Regions from separate parts of the Danio rerio genome. Here region 1 is linked to region 2. A link is a contact called in public Hi-C data. All regions are on one chromosome and are shown on one strand. Each heading gives the region's core, a stretch centred on a gene start, on an enhancer-like site or on the middle of the called end of the contact. The rest is flanking DNA. Distances are from core to core; before and after follow the strand shown.

Region 1 (3,480 bases), core at 279-2,778, 150 kb after region 2:
TGGATTTGTGTATTTACAAATTGAATTTACGAATTGGATTTGTGCATTTACAAATTGTGTTTTGAATTTACGAATTGGATTTGTGTATTTACAAATAGTTTATTGAATTTACGAATTGGATTTTGTATTTAATAAATGTGTTTTGAATTTACGAATTGAATTTATGTACTTACTAATCGTGTTTTGAATTTACGAATTGGATTTGTGTATTTACAAATCGTGTTTTGAATTTACGAATTGGATTTGTGTATTTACTAATCGTGTTTTGAATTTACGAATTGGATTTGTGTATTTACTAATCGTGTTTTGAATTTACGAATTGTATTTGTGTATTTACGAATCGTTTATTGAATTTACGAATTGGATTTTGTATTAATTAAATGTGTTTTGAATTTACGAATTGGATTTATGTATTTACTAATCGTGTTTGGAGTTTTTGAAATGGATTTGTGTATTTACAATTCATTTTTTGAATTTGCGAATTGGATTTGTGCATTTACGAATCGTGTTTTGAATTTACGAATTGAATTTGTGTATTTACTAATCGTGCTTTGAGTTTACAAAATGGATGTGTATTTACAAATCGTTTTTTTAATTTATGAATTGGGTTTTTGTATCACGAATCGTGTTTTGAATTTATGAATTGGATTTGTGTATTTTCGTATTTGTGTTTTGAATTTATGAATTGGGTTTTTGTATTTACGAATCGTGTTTTGAACTTACGAATTGCATTTGTATATTTACGCTTTGTGTATTGAATGTATTAATTAGATTTGTTTTTACGAATCGTGTTTTGAATTTACGAAATAGATTTGTGTATTTATAATCGTGTTTTAAATTTACGAATTGGATTTGTGTATTTACGAATTGGGTTTTAAACTTACAAATTGGATTTTGTAAATGTGACTTGTGTTGTGGACGTAATCATTTGTAAATGTATTGTTTTTGAGACTGATCTGGTTCCATAAAACAAAGCCATTTAGACTTTCAAATATCATCTACATTAAAGCCAGCAAAAGAGGAAGGAAAAAACAAACACGTTTCGGTAATGTGCAGATAAATAAAAAGTTAGTGTTCTTTCATTGTAGCTGCAACAGTATTTTCAAAAAGTACACAAGACAAGTGTGCATTCAGTCTGACATCGTACCTTTTTTCCCTTTTACACACACTGAACACAAAATCAGCATCACATTAATTAAAGCATTGGTACTGTGACTGTAGCATATGGATATTTTCGATTAGCACCTCTTAACGTCTTTTATCTACATCTGCTTTTTCTTGACCACTAGGCTCTCAGCAGACGGACAGCAAAGGTGGACTCTGCCTCTGCTGGCTTTTCTTCAGCAGCTGTATTCGGTTGTGGCAGTAGAATTTAACAGCCCTCCAGTCACGGTGGTTGGTGACCAGAAGAGGGCAGAGCTCCAGGCACCGCTCGCAGTCTGCTTTGGCGGGCACACGCAGCTCCATGATGTTTTGCACCAGGTGGGTCTCGACAGCTGCCCGCTCCGCTTCAGACCAAGGCCGCTTCAGTACACCACGTTTACCTGAGAGTGAGAGGAGAATGCATGTTAATCATTAGTCCTGTACAAACACTACAGAGAGACTCCCATTCCCTCAGGCACACACAAACACACACAGGTTTGTTTTTGTGAATTGCGAGGACGATCCATATGCTTAAAGGTTTTTATACTGTAAAATAGACTGTTTTTTTTTTTTTTTTTAAACAGCCCTACCCCTTACAGGAAATTAGTTTTTATATTACATTTAATAAGCCTTTCGAAAAATGGGGGCATAGGCAGTGTCTACATAAATTACCTTTTCCTTGTGTAATACATATGTCATAGTAATGTTATTATACTGTCCTAATACACTCATTGGACACTTTATTAGGTACACCTTTCCAACTGCTCGTTAACGCAAATTTCTAATCAGTCAATCATATGGCAGCAACTCAATGCATTTAGGCATGTAGACATACATGGTCAAGACGAACTGCTACAGTTCAAACCGAGCATCAGAATGGGGACGAAAGGTGATTTAAGTGACTTTGAATGTGGCATGGTTGTTGGTGCCAGGCGGGCTAGTCTGAGTATTTCAGAAACTGCTGATCTACTGGGATCTTCATGCACAACCATCTCTAGGGTTTACAGAGAATGGTCAGAGAAAGAGAAAATATCCAGTGTGCAGCAGTTCTGTGGGCGCAAATGCCTTGTTGAGGTCAGAGGAGAATGGCCAGACTGGTTCCAGCTCAACTCAAATAACCACTCACTACAACCGTGGTATGCAGATTATAATCTCTGAACGCACAACCATCCAACCTTGAGGCAGATAAGCTACAGCAGCAGAAGATCACACCAGGTGCCACTCCTGTCATCTAAGAACAGGAAATTTGCACAGGCTTATCAAAATTAGACAATAGAAGATTGGAATGGACAATAGAAAATTAGACAATAGATCGCCTGGTCTGATGAGTGTCGTTTTCTGCTGCATCATTCAGATGGTAGGGTCAGATTTTGGCATCAACAAAAAAAAAGAAATGAAAGTAGAGTAGATCCATCAAGCCTTGTATCAATGGTTTAGGCTAGTGGTGGTGGTGTAATGGTGTGGAGGATATTTTCTTGGCACATTTTGGGCCCTTTAGTACCAATTGCGCATTGTGTCACTGCCACAGCCTACCCACAGTGTACCCATCATCTGATGGCTACCTACAGCAGGATACGCAGCAAGCCATAAAGCGTGAATCTTCTCAGGCTGGTTTCTTGAACATGACAATTAGTTCACTGTACTCAAACGGCCTCCACAGTCAATTGGGATGTGGTGGAACGAGAAATCCACATCATGGATGTGCAGCTGACAAATCTGCAGCAACTGTATGATGCTGTCATGTCAATATGTATTAAAATCTTTGAGGAATGTTTCCAGTACCTTGTTAAATCTATGCCACAAAGGATTAAGGCCGTTCTGAAGGCAAAAGGGGGTCCAACCCGGTACTAGTAAGGTGTACCTAATAAATTGGCCGATGAGTGTATATGTCACAAAAGAAATGCACACACACACACATATATCTACACGCTTACTCCTTCACAGTCTTACAATCCTACTCACTGACACACACCTTGCTCACACCCACACATACACAAACACACACACACACACACACACACACACACACACACACACACACACACACACACACACACATACACTCATAAACACTTTTACACTAAGATAAATGAGCAATAGCTGTGCTGTGTTTGAAGATGGCCTGGGTAAAAATCAAAATTTTGGTTCAAAACTAAATATGTAAATGTGACCGTCAAAATGTTCCTGCTTACATTTTAACAAAGCATTAATAGTTGTATTGAGATAAACATCTCCTTCGCACATCTTCATGATATCCATTCTGCAGTGAACATTCATTAAAGAATTACTGCTTTACATGATGGCGCATGCAATTTCCCATTAGTCATACATGTAAGA
Region 2 (3,540 bases), core at 1,007-3,506:
CAAAATGCTCACATAGTTGTGCAATTATAGACTATTTTATTTGAATAGTCTGTGGAGCCCTTTAGGTTGGAAACTGTATAATTCACGCCTTTTATGGTAGCATGTTGCACATTTCCGATGCTTCAGTTTGAATCTGAATCAGTTCATTTCTGCTCCTATCAATATGATTTGGTTTACAACAACCGCAACAATCTTCTTACCTGATAAGAGTGAAAAAAAAGAAACAATACATAAAGGAAACACTAAAACCATTTTTGTCCACTCTTCATAAACCCTAATTTGGTTGGGAAAAAGCTCTTTTTGTTACAAATTTTATTTGGATAATTTGTATCTTTATTTTAATGTATTTTTTTTGGTCAGTTATCTACAAAATAAACAAAAAGAATGAATACAGTTTAGGTGAACTGACATGCAAATACTTTTTTCAATAATAAGGGATAATTCAAATCAAGTAGGCCTATTATAACATAAGTTATCGTATTTCTGACCATTTTCTTTTTTTTATGGATTTGAGTTATGAATTACAGTATCGGAACATTACTTGGTATCATGATACTTCTGCTGGCATAGTATCGTAACATGAATTAATGGTAACGCGACAACCTTACTTCATTGTAAATATATTAAAAGAAGTAAGTCCTACAGGTTTGGAATGACACATTGTTTAGTAAATGATGACATTTTTGTTTCTTTTGTAAGCAACACCATGACCCCCTAGATCACTTAATTTAGCAAAGCAGTTATTTTAATTTGCTTTGGAAAGATCTTTCCCTTTTTGTAACTGAGGATGTTGATAAAATACTTTTCCTTACTATGTTTTATTAATTACAAAATAGAACCTTTACATTAAAATAAATAATATATCTTCTTATCCTATTAACAAAACTTTATATACATAAATGTAAATTTACAAACCAAAAAACCTTACTGAAAAGCAGAATTACTTTAAAGCTATTTCTAGCTCTTTTACAAAAAAGGCTTTAAAAACAACTGAAATTTGTAAATTATCTAATCTTTCTTTAATGCAGATGTGCACAAACATTTTCATATGAAGCACCAAAAAACAAATATCATTATGAGCCGTGGGCCGAAGATAAATGTACCAAATTGTATTACATTAAGGTTGCTATGGGTAATTTCCTACTTTATTTAATAATATTTAAAAATATTATAATTATTATAACAAAAAAAACATTACTTTAAATTGTATTAACTGTTATTAACTAACATCTCTGCTTTATTGTGTGATGTATATACCCCTTCAGTTAGTTTTTGTTTTCTTTTTCAAATTTTTTTTTTATTTTCTTACGTTTCGCATAATAATAACTATATTATAACCATTAATTAATAATTCTCATATAATAATTAAAAAATATGACATTTTTGCAGTAATAATCTTTTAAATAGACTGCTCAGAACCCCGAGAGAATCTTTTTCACTGCTGTATAGAGAAACGTGCAAGTTATTTATTTTTTTTTCTTGTCCCTCTCCGTGTAATTGCATTACTACCACACATCAATCACAAACTAAATGTGTCTATGCACTACAGCCATGCTGGTGTTTTTCCAGGAGCCGTGGAATGACATCATCGTTAATGTGATGAGTCATCCAGAAAATAGTGAATGATTGGGCGTGCGTGTGTGTGTGTGTGAGTGTTAGAGTAAGTGACGGGGCAGCCGGGGGTATTAAAATTGCAGATTTGTGGCACTTGTGTCTCGTAAGCTTTTTAGAGCCATTAATACAGAGTAAACTCTAAATGTACAGACTGATGTCATGGGGTGGACAGAGCCCAACTCTTAGATAAAAGTCTCCAAACTTGAGTGAGGTTGGCATAATGATCATTCTCTATGTGACGCTACTAAATATCCAAGGCTTTTTACTTTTTATGATCAATACATGGTACTGATCATATAAAGGCAGTAAAATACACTGAATTTATAGACTCACAGTCAGCAAATTCAGCTTAAAACACATATATGCATCATATGATTATAAACATCACCGGCAGAAAAATTACCGTTAGCAATTGCGTGAAGTTTATGGATATTTTCTACTATTATAATAAAACACAATGCATTGCTAAATTCAAAATACAGGTGGAAACTAACAAAGTTTAGTGGCTGGGATTTTACAGATTTTCCCTGTGATGTAAATGTATTGTATTGTAAAAAAGTAAAAGCACATGTGCAGAACATGTAGGCTCTCTCGGTTATTCTACCCCTGCCATATCTCTCTGAATGAGTCATACAGACACAAGGGGTCTATTTTTAGCTGCTGAAAAAAGTCCTCACCCTCTCACTCATAAAGGGCTTCTGCTAACACATACATAGCCCTGGGAAACCCAGTTAAAGGCTGTCTGCGCTGGTTTGTGGCCTTGTCAAAGAAAAATGGGATAAATCATGCTTTACACCACAGTTGAAGTTGGTATATGAAAATTGCGTTGTATGCTAATATTATGTGTCTCAAATGAAAGATATGCATCATAGGTGAAGTTAAAACACTGTGAGATATATAACTATATATCAGGGTATCCGCCAGGTCTTAAAATGTCTTAAATTAAAAAATAATTTGGTCTAAAAAAGTCTTAAGTTCACTGAAATATTGTGTTGTATGTCTTAAATGATATTGAATAGTTCTTAATTTTCCTCTGTTTAAGTAAAGCTACCCAATTGGGCCGACATTCATCCAATCACCAACAATCCATCTTAATAAAATCAGGGTAAGAAAACTAAAAACAATTACACAATTTCCTCATGATAATAACAGAGCAATATATCCCTTTACATTATCTTCCATTCATACAAAAAATATTTACAGAAATAAAGGGTGAGTAGACATAATATAAATATGCATAAAACTTAAGGTTTTATAACAGAAATACATTAGGGTGAATAGAAGTTATACTCAATCAATTTAGACTAAAAAAGCCAACAAATATATATTTTTGATTATTTATGTTATTGCCTCCACAATAAATATATTTTTAACAATGTTAAACTTGTCATTTTAAAAAGTAAGTAATATTATGTTGAAAATAGTGTATACAACTAGAGTTTTCTTGTTTTGACACATTAAAGTAGTTCGCTAAGAAATAATTACATTTAATTTTTTTGTGGCAGGCAAAAAAATAATAATAATAAAAAAATACATCCCCCCAACCGGGCCATTATAAATTATCATTAGCGTCTAGCCCTGTATAAGTCTAAAATTTCATTCATATTGGTATTAAAAGGGTTTTAAAAAGTCTTAAATTTGATAAAAAAAACCTGATATATATTCAGGACTGGAGTTGAGAATCACTATTATATAAATAATATATATGTCCTATCTCTTATGTCATAGACATATATAATTATGCTGTATTAAATGCAATCAAAGTTCATTTTGTGGGGACATTAGTAATTAACGAAATATTTCATTCAATATTTATGCAAAGTGACTTTAGTAGTAAGATCATAAATAAAAAGTATGGCAATAAATAAATGCATTGTACACATGCTCACTTTGAACATATGGCACCTAAATTTATCCTAACTTGTA

What was found. A called contact is a pair of places that touch in the nucleus more often than the background predicts.
Region 1: a contact with region 2 is called in a Hi-C map of an unstated tissue, with 2.9 times the contacts expected there. The contact joins two enhancer-like sites. A contact is called at or near these places in 3 of 18 Hi-C or Micro-C datasets (caudal fin, embryo and an unstated tissue).

What each region holds. Positions count from the first base shown.
Region 1 is chr1:43,157,008-43,160,487 of GRCz12tu, forward strand. si:dkey-117m1.4 reads right to left here. Exons shown (of 9, transcript XM_021476796.3): 9 at 1-1,544. The coding sequence ends at 1,294. Among named protein-coding and RNA genes, the nearest start is that of ccdc149b, 24 kb to the left of the region's middle. Within about 2 kb of position 1,529, at least 8 of the 62 cell types and tissues checked have an H3K27ac peak or open chromatin away from gene starts, as enhancers often do.
Region 2 is chr1:43,008,470-43,012,009 of GRCz12tu, forward strand. The region is part of intron 2 of sod3b (superoxide dismutase 3, extracellular b); the gene reads left to right. All of the region lies in intron 3 of stox2a (storkhead box 2a), which reads right to left. Among named protein-coding and RNA genes, the nearest start is that of sod3b, 9.7 kb to the left of the region's middle. Within about 2 kb of position 2,257, at least 10 of the 62 cell types and tissues checked have an H3K27ac peak or open chromatin away from gene starts, as enhancers often do.